Linked DNA regions of Arachis hypogaea: region 1 is linked to region 2. A link is a contact called in public Hi-C data. All regions are on one chromosome and are shown on one strand. The core of a region is the stretch at or near the end of the contact, and the rest is flanking DNA. Distances in the headings are between cores, read along the strand shown. Region 1 holds the start of LOC112785356 (zinc finger BED domain-containing protein RICESLEEPER 1-like). Region 2 holds the start of LOC112782703 (MADS-box transcription factor 23).

Evidence for each region. Hi-C and Micro-C count contacts between places; a contact is called where the count stands out from the background.
Region 1: a contact with region 2 is called in a Hi-C map of leaf, with 2.2 times the contacts expected there. The contact joins the promoter of LOC112785356 here to the promoter of LOC112782703 in region 2. A contact is called at or near these places in 2 of 8 Hi-C or Micro-C datasets (leaf and an unstated tissue).

What each region holds. Positions count from the first base shown.
Region 1 is chr20:7,503,531-7,508,568 of arahy.Tifrunner.gnm2.J5K5, reverse strand. It overlaps LOC112785356 (zinc finger BED domain-containing protein RICESLEEPER 1-like), which reads right to left and starts at 3,587. Exons shown (of 1, transcript XM_025828826.1): 1 at 2,562-3,587. The coding sequence starts at 3,587. The coding sequence ends at 2,562. It overlaps LOC112784440 (a long non-coding RNA gene), which reads right to left and starts at 2,552. Exons shown (of 2, transcript XR_003193900.3): 1 at 2,402-2,552; 2 at 2,048-2,296.
Region 2 is chr20:7,351,354-7,356,259 of arahy.Tifrunner.gnm2.J5K5, reverse strand. LOC112782703 (MADS-box transcription factor 23) reads left to right here and starts at 1,298. Exons shown (of 9, transcript XM_072231593.1): 1 at 1,298-1,450; 2 at 1,660-1,897. The coding sequence starts at 1,716.

The DNA of each region.
Region 1 (5,038 bases), core at 2,338-4,837, 150 kb before region 2:
ACGTTTGGGGTAGGTTTTAAAGTTGTCTCTAATGTTTGAATCGTCCTATCTAAGTCCCTAACGTTTTAAAATTGACTCAATGTTGTCCTATCGTTAGGAATCTGTTAACAGAATTGGCGGCACAAAATTGAGACGATTTTAAAATGTTAGGGACTTAAATAGGACGAATACGTTATGGACAAAAACGATACATATAAATCAATTTTTATTTTATCCTTTAATAATATTAATTTTTTATCGTACATAGTTATTCAATTATTTTTTAATCACATCTAAGTAAATTACACTTAATCACATTAATTTTATTCTAAAGAAATTTATTTTTTTTATAATTTTACTCTTAGAAATGTTTACTCATCATAAAATATTTGTAGAATGACTAGTACATAAACTTGTGGAAGAAAAAATTATATATATACAATAAAGTAATGTGATTTTAATCATTTTACAAAAATGATGAGTAAAAATCTTTAAGAGTAAAATTATAAAAAAAATAAATTTATTTAGAATCAAAGTATTGTGATTAAGTGTAATTTACTCAAATATAATTAAAAAATAATTGAATAAATAATTGAATAACTATATATCGTAAAAAATTGATATAGGTGAAGGATAAAATTAAAATTTATTTCTATATATCGTTTTTATCCCCAACGTTTATCCTATTTAATTCCCTAACGTTTTAAAATCGTCTCAATTTTATCCCACTGTCAATTCCGTTAACAGATTTCTAATCGCAGAATAATATTGAGTCAATTTTAAAATATTAGGAACTTTAAAGACAAAAACGATATTTTTCTCTATTTTATATAACACTTTTAGGGTCTACATAGTATATCAAATTTTTAAATTGCTTTCAGAAATTTAATGGCGTAAGTAAAAATTTCTAAGATTCTTTCCATGGTTGCCTAGTAAAAAATTTCTAAAATTTACGCTATTAAGATTAGCGTCACTCGCAGTTTCAAAAGTCAAAACTGTCAGAGGCGGCGTTGCTGGAGGGATTTGTGTTTCGATCTAGTACGCTATTCTCTTCTCATTTCTTTAGTAAAATCATAGTTTTTTTTTCTTTAAATTCAACATTTTAAATTATTACTTTAAAATTAATTTACTAAGAAAAAAAGTTTACATTTTGATATTCTTATTCATGTTAATTTATGAATGATCAACTCTCGGGTTTTCTATTTCAAAATATATAATGCATTTTAAATAATTAATTGAATTTATAGTTTTGATAAGATTAATATTGAGCCTATAATCTAATTAAATAATTATACTATAAATAAGAATATAATGTAATAGGAACTCTACTTTCTTTTTTAGTCTTAATCTTAGAGATTTCTTTTCGATTCTCTCTAATTTTTTTATCTAATTCTCTATTCTTTGATAAAAATTCTTATCAAGTTCGCACATATTATTTTTGAGCCATTTCCAATAACGTATGAATAAAGAAAAGAAATAATTTGAAATTTCGCATAAAGTTAGAATGACTCGTTTGAAAAAAATTCATTTTAAAAATTAGACTTGAATCATACTTGTAATGTTATCGTTATCAATTGATTACATTATTGATTAGATTAAAAAAGCAATAAATAAGAATGAAGTTGGAAATTAAATTCAAACCAAGTTTATAAATGGTTGGAGATTTATCTAATTCAAATTTTTATAGCCACTATTAAACAAAATAAGCTAATGTGGTCAATTTTGCTGTGGAGGGTTTCTATTAGTCTATATTCTTTCGAAGATAATCATTTCTAAAAATAAAATGATACATGCATGCATATAGATTAAAATTTATATGGTGAAAGAAATTTTTTACACGTCTAATTCATATATGATAATATATTACTCTGTAAGGGTGTAATCGGTTCGGTTTGGTTTGGTTTTAGACCGAAAACTAACTGAACCAACCTAATCGGTCTTATAATAATACTATCCATTCGATTGGCTATTGTTTGGTCAACCGAACCGAATCGAACTGAACCGAACCAACAACAGTTTGGTTCGATCAATTTTTTTGATTTTTTGCACCAAATGATCAGAATTTAAATTATCATAAAATAAAGTTTAAAACCTTCAATAAACTAGAATAACAAGAGTATATCACATCCAAATTAAATATAAATTCAACTTAATTAAACATAAAACAAAGACAACTAAAAATGTCTAGCAAAACAACAAAAATAAACACACTTTAAACCGAAACAGTCATTTTATAACAAATAAAAACCAAACAGCCACCATGCTTAATCTGAATCCACACCAGACTCATCATCATCTTCTCCGGTTGGTGCAATTTCTACAAAAATAAAACAAAAAAATCAATATAGATTATAAACATAATATAGATTATAAATTATAAACATAAACCATAAAAAGAACTATAAATTTCTTTTTTGCATACCTAATTCAAGTTTCTCAAACTCTTCAATAAGCTCCTCAAAATCAGTTGTCATTGGAGAAGCACGAAGCCAATTTTGTGTGCATATCAATGCCTCAACTGTCTTTGGAGTTAAAGAACTCCTATAGTTGTTAAGCACTCTTCCACCAGTGCTAAAAGCGGATTATGAAGCAACAGTCGAGACCGGCATTGCTAAGATATCTCTAGCTATTTGGGATAAGATAGGATACTTGCTAGAATTTACCTTCCACCAATTCAATATGTCAAAAGTATTTTGATCATGAGACTTCTCTAAACCATCCATCAAATACAAATCCACCTCATTCTTGTTGACGATCTCATGAAAATGCACCTCCTTGAAAAAATCACCAGCCATGTCGCCATCAGGTACTCCCACATCTGATGCACCTTCCATTGTTGCTGAAGTAAAAGATCTACCCCCATTATTTGCATTCACATAGCATTCAAACATCTTGGAGAAGGTCTCTTTCACTTTTGCACCCAAAAAATCAGCATCATCCTTATCATATAGCTTTTCAAAGATAAAGTTCACAAACTTCAACTTGTATCTAGAATCAAGAACCACAACAATAAAAATCATCATATTGATATTTTTTATGTTACCCCAATACTTGTCATACTTAAGCTTCATCCTCTCAGCCATACTCCCAAGTAATGGATCTCGACTACCACAAGAAGCCTTGAATACTCGCAAGATCTTACAAAACTCATGAAAATATTGAGAAGTCACAAGCAAACTACCAGACACACTCTTTGTAACATCATGAAAATTTTTCAAGAATTCCATAAAGTGTTTTGCATTGTCCCAATCAATATTCCTCGGAATCCCACCTTGCATTAGAGCATATTCTGTATCTCTCTCCCCTAGCCTCTTGAATGCCTTTTGAAACTTCAAACCACTTTCAAGCATGGTGTATGTAGAGTTCCATCTAGTGGGAACATCAAGTTGAACAGTACACTTGTCTTGTATCCTAGCTTCCTTAATGAAATTTTTGAACCTATTCATGCAACTAGGGGAAGCACGCACATATCTAATAGCATTTCTTATCTTGCTAATAGATTCATGCATCTCTTTCAATCCATCATTAACAACAAGATTAAGAATATGTGCACAACACCTATCATGCAAATGCTTTCCTTTCAAAGGATGTAAATTCCAATCCTCCATTCTAGTTCTTAGATAAGATATTGCAGTATTATTAGAACTAGCATTATCAACAGTAATTGTGAACACTCTAGAAATTCCCCACCCCAAAAGACATCTCTCAATTTTGCACAGAAGTCCAACAATCAGAAGTTAAACAAACAGATTGATTTGGTTGTTTGAACACAGTTTTCAACCTATTCTTCTCACTAATATAAAGATTCCAACAATCCTTAGCAACAGTAATCCTTCCCGGAAGTGAAAATCTAGGTTGCACAATACTCATATAGAATCTGAATCCCTCCCCCTCAACAAACTTGAATGGTAGCTCATCAACAATTATTATCCTAGCAAGGGCTTTTCTACACATATCAGCATCAAAAGTAACGGCAATAAATACTCATTCACCCTCTTTTTTTTGTTGGAAGGTAAGGATTGTTTGACTAGGGTCACCCGAGTCCCTAGGAAATTTTTTACATTGATTCAACAAATGATAACGCATATTAGTTGTACCATTTCTATGAGAGTCACATGCATATGATGCACCACACCAATTACATTTAGCCCTAGGATGTGATGACTTAGACTTAGGATCCTTTGTAAAGTGTTCCTAAGTCCAAGATCTAGGTCTAGAAGGTTTTCTGTTACCTTCATTGGGATCATCCTTGCCATCCTCTTCATCAGTTTCCACAGTGCTTGGAGCTGGATTTGTAGGAGTTGCTCCCGGAGTTGCACCCACATTAGTTGAATCAACCTTCCTCTTCTTTGATCTTGGATGGGGCGGGGGTTTGGTAAGCACGCCGCTGTCTGTAAGACCCGGTTAATTAACGGCTAATTAACCCATTGAGAATTTATTCTAGAAAGCCAAAAATGTTATTTTTATGGCTAAATGTGATAGAGGAGATTGAGACGAGAATTTCGGTACCAATTTTATAGAAATCGGACCAAGATTGGACCAAACGGGCCAAACCGGGCCAACCGGACCCAAAGTGGGCCCTTGGCCCAACTAAACTAAACCAAAACCCTAGTTTTCAGGACTCTCTCTCCTTACAACACACTCAAACACGCTGAAATGGTGGAGAGGAAGGGAAGAACACTCTCTCAAGTTCTATCTCTCACTTGATCTTCAAACCACCATAACTTTTGATCTAGAGCTCCGATTGCCGCTCCGTTTGCAGTCACGCGTTCACCGCGGAGAGCTCTACAAAACCCATACAATTAATCTTGAGGTAAGCTACGTTTTACTGTTCGAAATTCCAGCCCTTGATTTCGAGTTTCATGAGCAAAAATGTTGAGATTTTGGGTTCTTTGATGTTATAGGACCCAACTCTCTTGAAGGAGAAGGTTAATCTTGTCTCCTTGGACCTTGGGTGTGGTAAGATTCTCAATCCTAGTGTAATTTGTTGTTCTATGAGGTTTGGACATTGAGATGTTGTGTATGGGTATGATGATTGTGGCTTAGGTTGTGTATATGT
Region 2 (4,906 bases), core at 49-2,548:
TTAAAATTCAAGGAAAGCTTTTTCTATATATATATAGATAATCAATGTCACAACAACTCGTAATCTAATACCAATATCTACTGCATACAATAAAAATATATAAAAAAATGTTTAGTGCATATTATTTTTTTAAAAAATAATTTTCATCATCATATATCATATATAATTTATAAAAAAAAGGGTTAAACCAAATATTTTGTAGTTAAAGTATGTCATACTTACCTACTATCAACTTACTTTAACAAGAAGCACTACTCAAAAATGAGTATGGATTTCCATTTTGAAAAAGCAGACGAAATAAGAAATGCAACATCCATAATCCATTTGGTCCCCCACCCCTTTTTTTAATTCATGTTTTGTTTTTGGGCCTTATTCCAATTCTTCGATCTCCAACCTTATTTAAATAGCAGTATCTTATCACAGCTGAAATTTTTGTTTAATGATAATTTTAGTATCTCTTAATATATTGTATTTGTTTTAAATTTTGTTAAGATAAAATAATAAATAAAAATCTTTAAATATTATATTTGTAAGTGTATAATATGTGTTTATAATATTATACCGTCTAAAATTAAAAATTGACCAATCTCTCTAAATAAAAAAAATAATAAATAAATTTTTAATTTTTTACTAATTAAAAATACAAAAATGTTATTAACTTTTTAAAATAAAAAATATTTAAATTTTTTTATTCAAAATATATAAATATAAATTAATTTTTTTAAAAAATTTAAATATTTTATATTTTAAAAAATAAAAAATATTTTTATATTTTAATTAGTCGAAAATTTATTTGACAATAAAAAAATCAAAATTCTATCAAGAAAAAATAGTGTGTTGTTACTTTCAACGGATAGAATTGTCAATTATAGAAAGGGAATAGAGTGAAGTGCCATTTTGACACTTTTCGCCAAACCTAAAAGCAGGAAAAGTTAGAGCGCCCTCGGTTTTGGATAGCATACGTGGCATCACCTGATACGTCACACAAATACACATTTATTCACCATTACATGGCCCCCACGATTCCTGGACCCTTCTATAGTCCTAGGAAACACTCTAACCACCTTTCACAGTTCCCCACGCGCTCTATTCTTTCGACACGTGCCCCTTGCAATTATCTTTGCTTCTTGAGCCACATTGGTGGCGCGTGAGAAAATTGGCGAGTGGGCTTGGAAAGGAATACCTAAACCTTCAAAACCACTAATCCCCTCACAAAACCACTTTGTTTCCCCCTAATAAGAGGATTAATGGTGTCACATCTGTCCAAATAAACTACTTCTTTCTTTCCATATAAAGCATAATTAAATTGGATCACATGGTTCCTCTTAAGAGGAACATTTTACACCAAAAAAAGAAGGAAAAAAAAAAAGTCGTCTTCTTTCTTCTTTAGCTCCTTGCTTCGTTTTCTTGTTATTGCGACTAATAATTACTGCACTCCTATAATTTTCAAGTAAGTCACTTTTGTTCTTATTCAACTACTGTTCACTATTTTATTGCTGTTTATTCACTTTTCCTTTTCTTTTTTTCGCGAATTCGAGTATTATGTAATTCGATTATTATTTTTTTCTTCAAAATCTTGAGAAGATTTAATCCAATTAGCTCCGTGAGAGTCGAATAACTCATCGATGTTAATGAATTTGTTGACTCGTGATGTAGCAGGTCAAATCAAAAGAGGTGTTTAATTTGAGGAGGCAGGAACCCTAAAATTGATTGTGATGGGACGAGGAAAGATTGCGATTCGAAGGATCGACAATTCAACGAGTCGGCAAGTAACGTTTTCGAAGAGAAGGAATGGATTGCTGAAGAAAGCTAAAGAATTATCCATTCTCTGTGATGCTGAAGTTGGATTGATTGTGTTTTCCAGCACTAGCAAGCTTTATGAATATGCAAGCACCAGGTAATTAATTAATTAATTAAAAACTATTAATTAACTATCTATGATTACTTAAATTTCTTTTTTTTCTCTTTAATTTGTGAATTGAGTGTGCTTAGTTTTTTTACAGTTTATCAACCTTTTCTTCTTTTTCATTTTTTTTACTGAGTGAAAATATCTATTCTTAATTAAAGTGAATAATTAATTAAACATGAACACGGTTGATTGTGTTTCAAAGATATATTTACATAGACTTAATGGTTGGGAGTCAGTTGTGCTAGCTGTATGAAACATTTTTATATGTTGCCACTTGCATTTAGGAACATGTATCTGTGATGAGTTTAATTTAATTGCTTTCATATTTGCCTTTATCTGGACCCTTCTTTGATAGTAGTGCTAAGGTTGATATAATAATTATCTCAGCTTAATATTAATATTATATAATAATCATGCATGCGCGTTTGCATGGTGCAACTCTACATAATGATGATGATTATTATTATTATTATCATCTTCACCTTCCTTCTCACCGATTCTTAGGGAGTTATTTTAGAAGCTAGCTAATAAGCTAGGAATCTAGGATAGTAATTTCCAAAATGCTGGGAGAAATGTTCTCCTTTTTCTTCCTTCTTGGTATTACTCTTTAAGGTTAATTAATTAACCTTTCGAGTAAGTTAATTACACCATGATGATGAGGTGTTTTTGAAAATTGTAAACAAGAGTGTAATTTTTTTAAGCTGTGTTATATGGTAAAGCTTGCATGGTTCCACATGCTTGTGCAAACGCCAAAAAAGAAAGGCACAACAAAAGAAGGAAGAAGTCACTGAGAGTTAGAATATCATCAAAAAGTTGTACTTATTAATTCACTTCACCTTAAGCTTATTAGTTAGAATTACACTCTTAATTAACTTTACCCATTTACTGCTGGTTAACCGATATTGATCTTACTGTGTTTGTGTATTTCAATTTTCAACCTGGGGGAAAGAAAAAAGAAAAGAGGGGGGGGGGGGGGGATTAAATGATGCTAATATTTGATATAAAAAAAAAAAAAAGTAATAATTGTTTAAATAGGAATTTGATTAATAGAATAGCAATTTTATCATCATATATAAGTAAATAATGGGTGCAATCTTAGCATATATTGCAATTTTTATAGGCTTTGGTGGTGTAATGTTTATTAACAAAATCTATAAGATTATTAGAAGGTCATATTTTATAGATGGTTTCATAAAACTTTAGATTAATCTAAAATCATTGATATACTGTTTATGTATATCTTAATTAACATAATATGTACACATATGTTCAGATTTATAAAAATAAGAAATTATTTGACCACATATACTTACTGATCATATCAAATTAAAAATAAAAATCAGTACAAATAATCTTTATAGATAACAGATAATTATAATTCAACAGTTTGAATAAAATACTTAAATTGTATAGAGTTACTAAATGGTGAGTGTTAATATTGGTTTCACTAACCATGTAAATCTTACTGAAAATTAAATCATATTTGCATTGTTCGTTATCTTGCAGTCATAGTAGAAATAGAAAGAAATATCTCAGATATGAAAAACAGGAGAAAGATACAGACTCTTAAATGCATGGTCATGGATTCAAGAGTGAGAAACCAAAAGAAATTGAAGTCCTTTTTTTTTTTCTCAACTATGTCTGTATATAATGTTTACCTTAATAAGTAGTAAATGTGTCTAAATAATCAACAATTGAGACAAATAAGATCATAGATTCCTGGATTTAATTGCCATGCCTTCACCAACTAACAAAAAATGTGAAGAAATTAGTCTATTGAGTGTTGTATCAAGTCCTTGTTATTAAGTTAAAAGTTATCACTTCAAGAATGAGTGTAAGTTTGTTTTGTCATAATTTTTCAAAATTGTATTTAGTTTAAAGAGGTTACACTCGTATGATGAAGGCGTTAATCGACGAGATATTAAGTTTATCAAATTTTGATGGTAATATCTCTTGATCAAATCCAAAATCATTTCCTCCCACGATAGCCAAGAGATTCAAACCCAAGACTTAATACCATTAGTTTGGATCAAACATTTACTAATAGTTTAAAAGTTGTAGTTTTTACAAGCTTGTATTTTTTTTTTAAATAGTTTTCTAAAAGGTGCATGCTATTACATACACCATAAACTAAAGGTGGAAATTCAAGTGCAGTCGACTTCACGTGAAATTGATACTTGAGAGCCGTTAGATGATTTGACTGATTTAACTAAATTTTCATCTAACGCTCTCAGATATCAACTTCACATGAAGTCGATTTCACCACCTGAGTTTTCACCTAAACCAAAACGTTAAATATCAAATGTTACAAGTGACATTAGTGAAATAAAATCCCAATAAAAAAATTAGAGTCTGATTGGTTTTTTTTTTTTTTTTTGTTATTAGGATTTCGTTTTTAGTATTTTTTTAAAAAAACTTTCAAAACAGAAGATATTAAAAATAGAAGTAAAATAAAAATAGAAATCAATTAGGCTTATGTTGATGAGAATTTGAGATGATTTTATATATAGTTCGAATGGAGTGATAAAAACATATTAGCTAGTGTCTCAACATTCATAGCTTAGTTAATAAGCACCAAACTTAAAGAATTTAGATTCTCTAAGTAAGAATTTAAATTTTTTAAAGTCAGAAAATTAGTAAAACAATAAAGTGATGAATTAATTACTATTAAATTTAATTTGTAACTTTTATAAAATGTATATTCTATTATTTTAATTCAATAATAATTAACTTCTCACTCTATCGTTTTATCAATTTTTTTTTTTCATTTTAAAAGATCTTAATATGTTAAGTTACCTTTGTTTCATTGAATACAGCAATTTATTAGATTGTTTTCCTTTAGAAAAATTCTATTAACTAATTTTATTGGTATGTAAACATCTTAGAAAAATTATTTCTTTCATTCTCAAATTTTTTTAAATTATTCTGTGTTCTTATAATTTTATTAAATTTGTAATTAAATTTTTATAATTTAAAAATTTTCAATTGACGTAATTA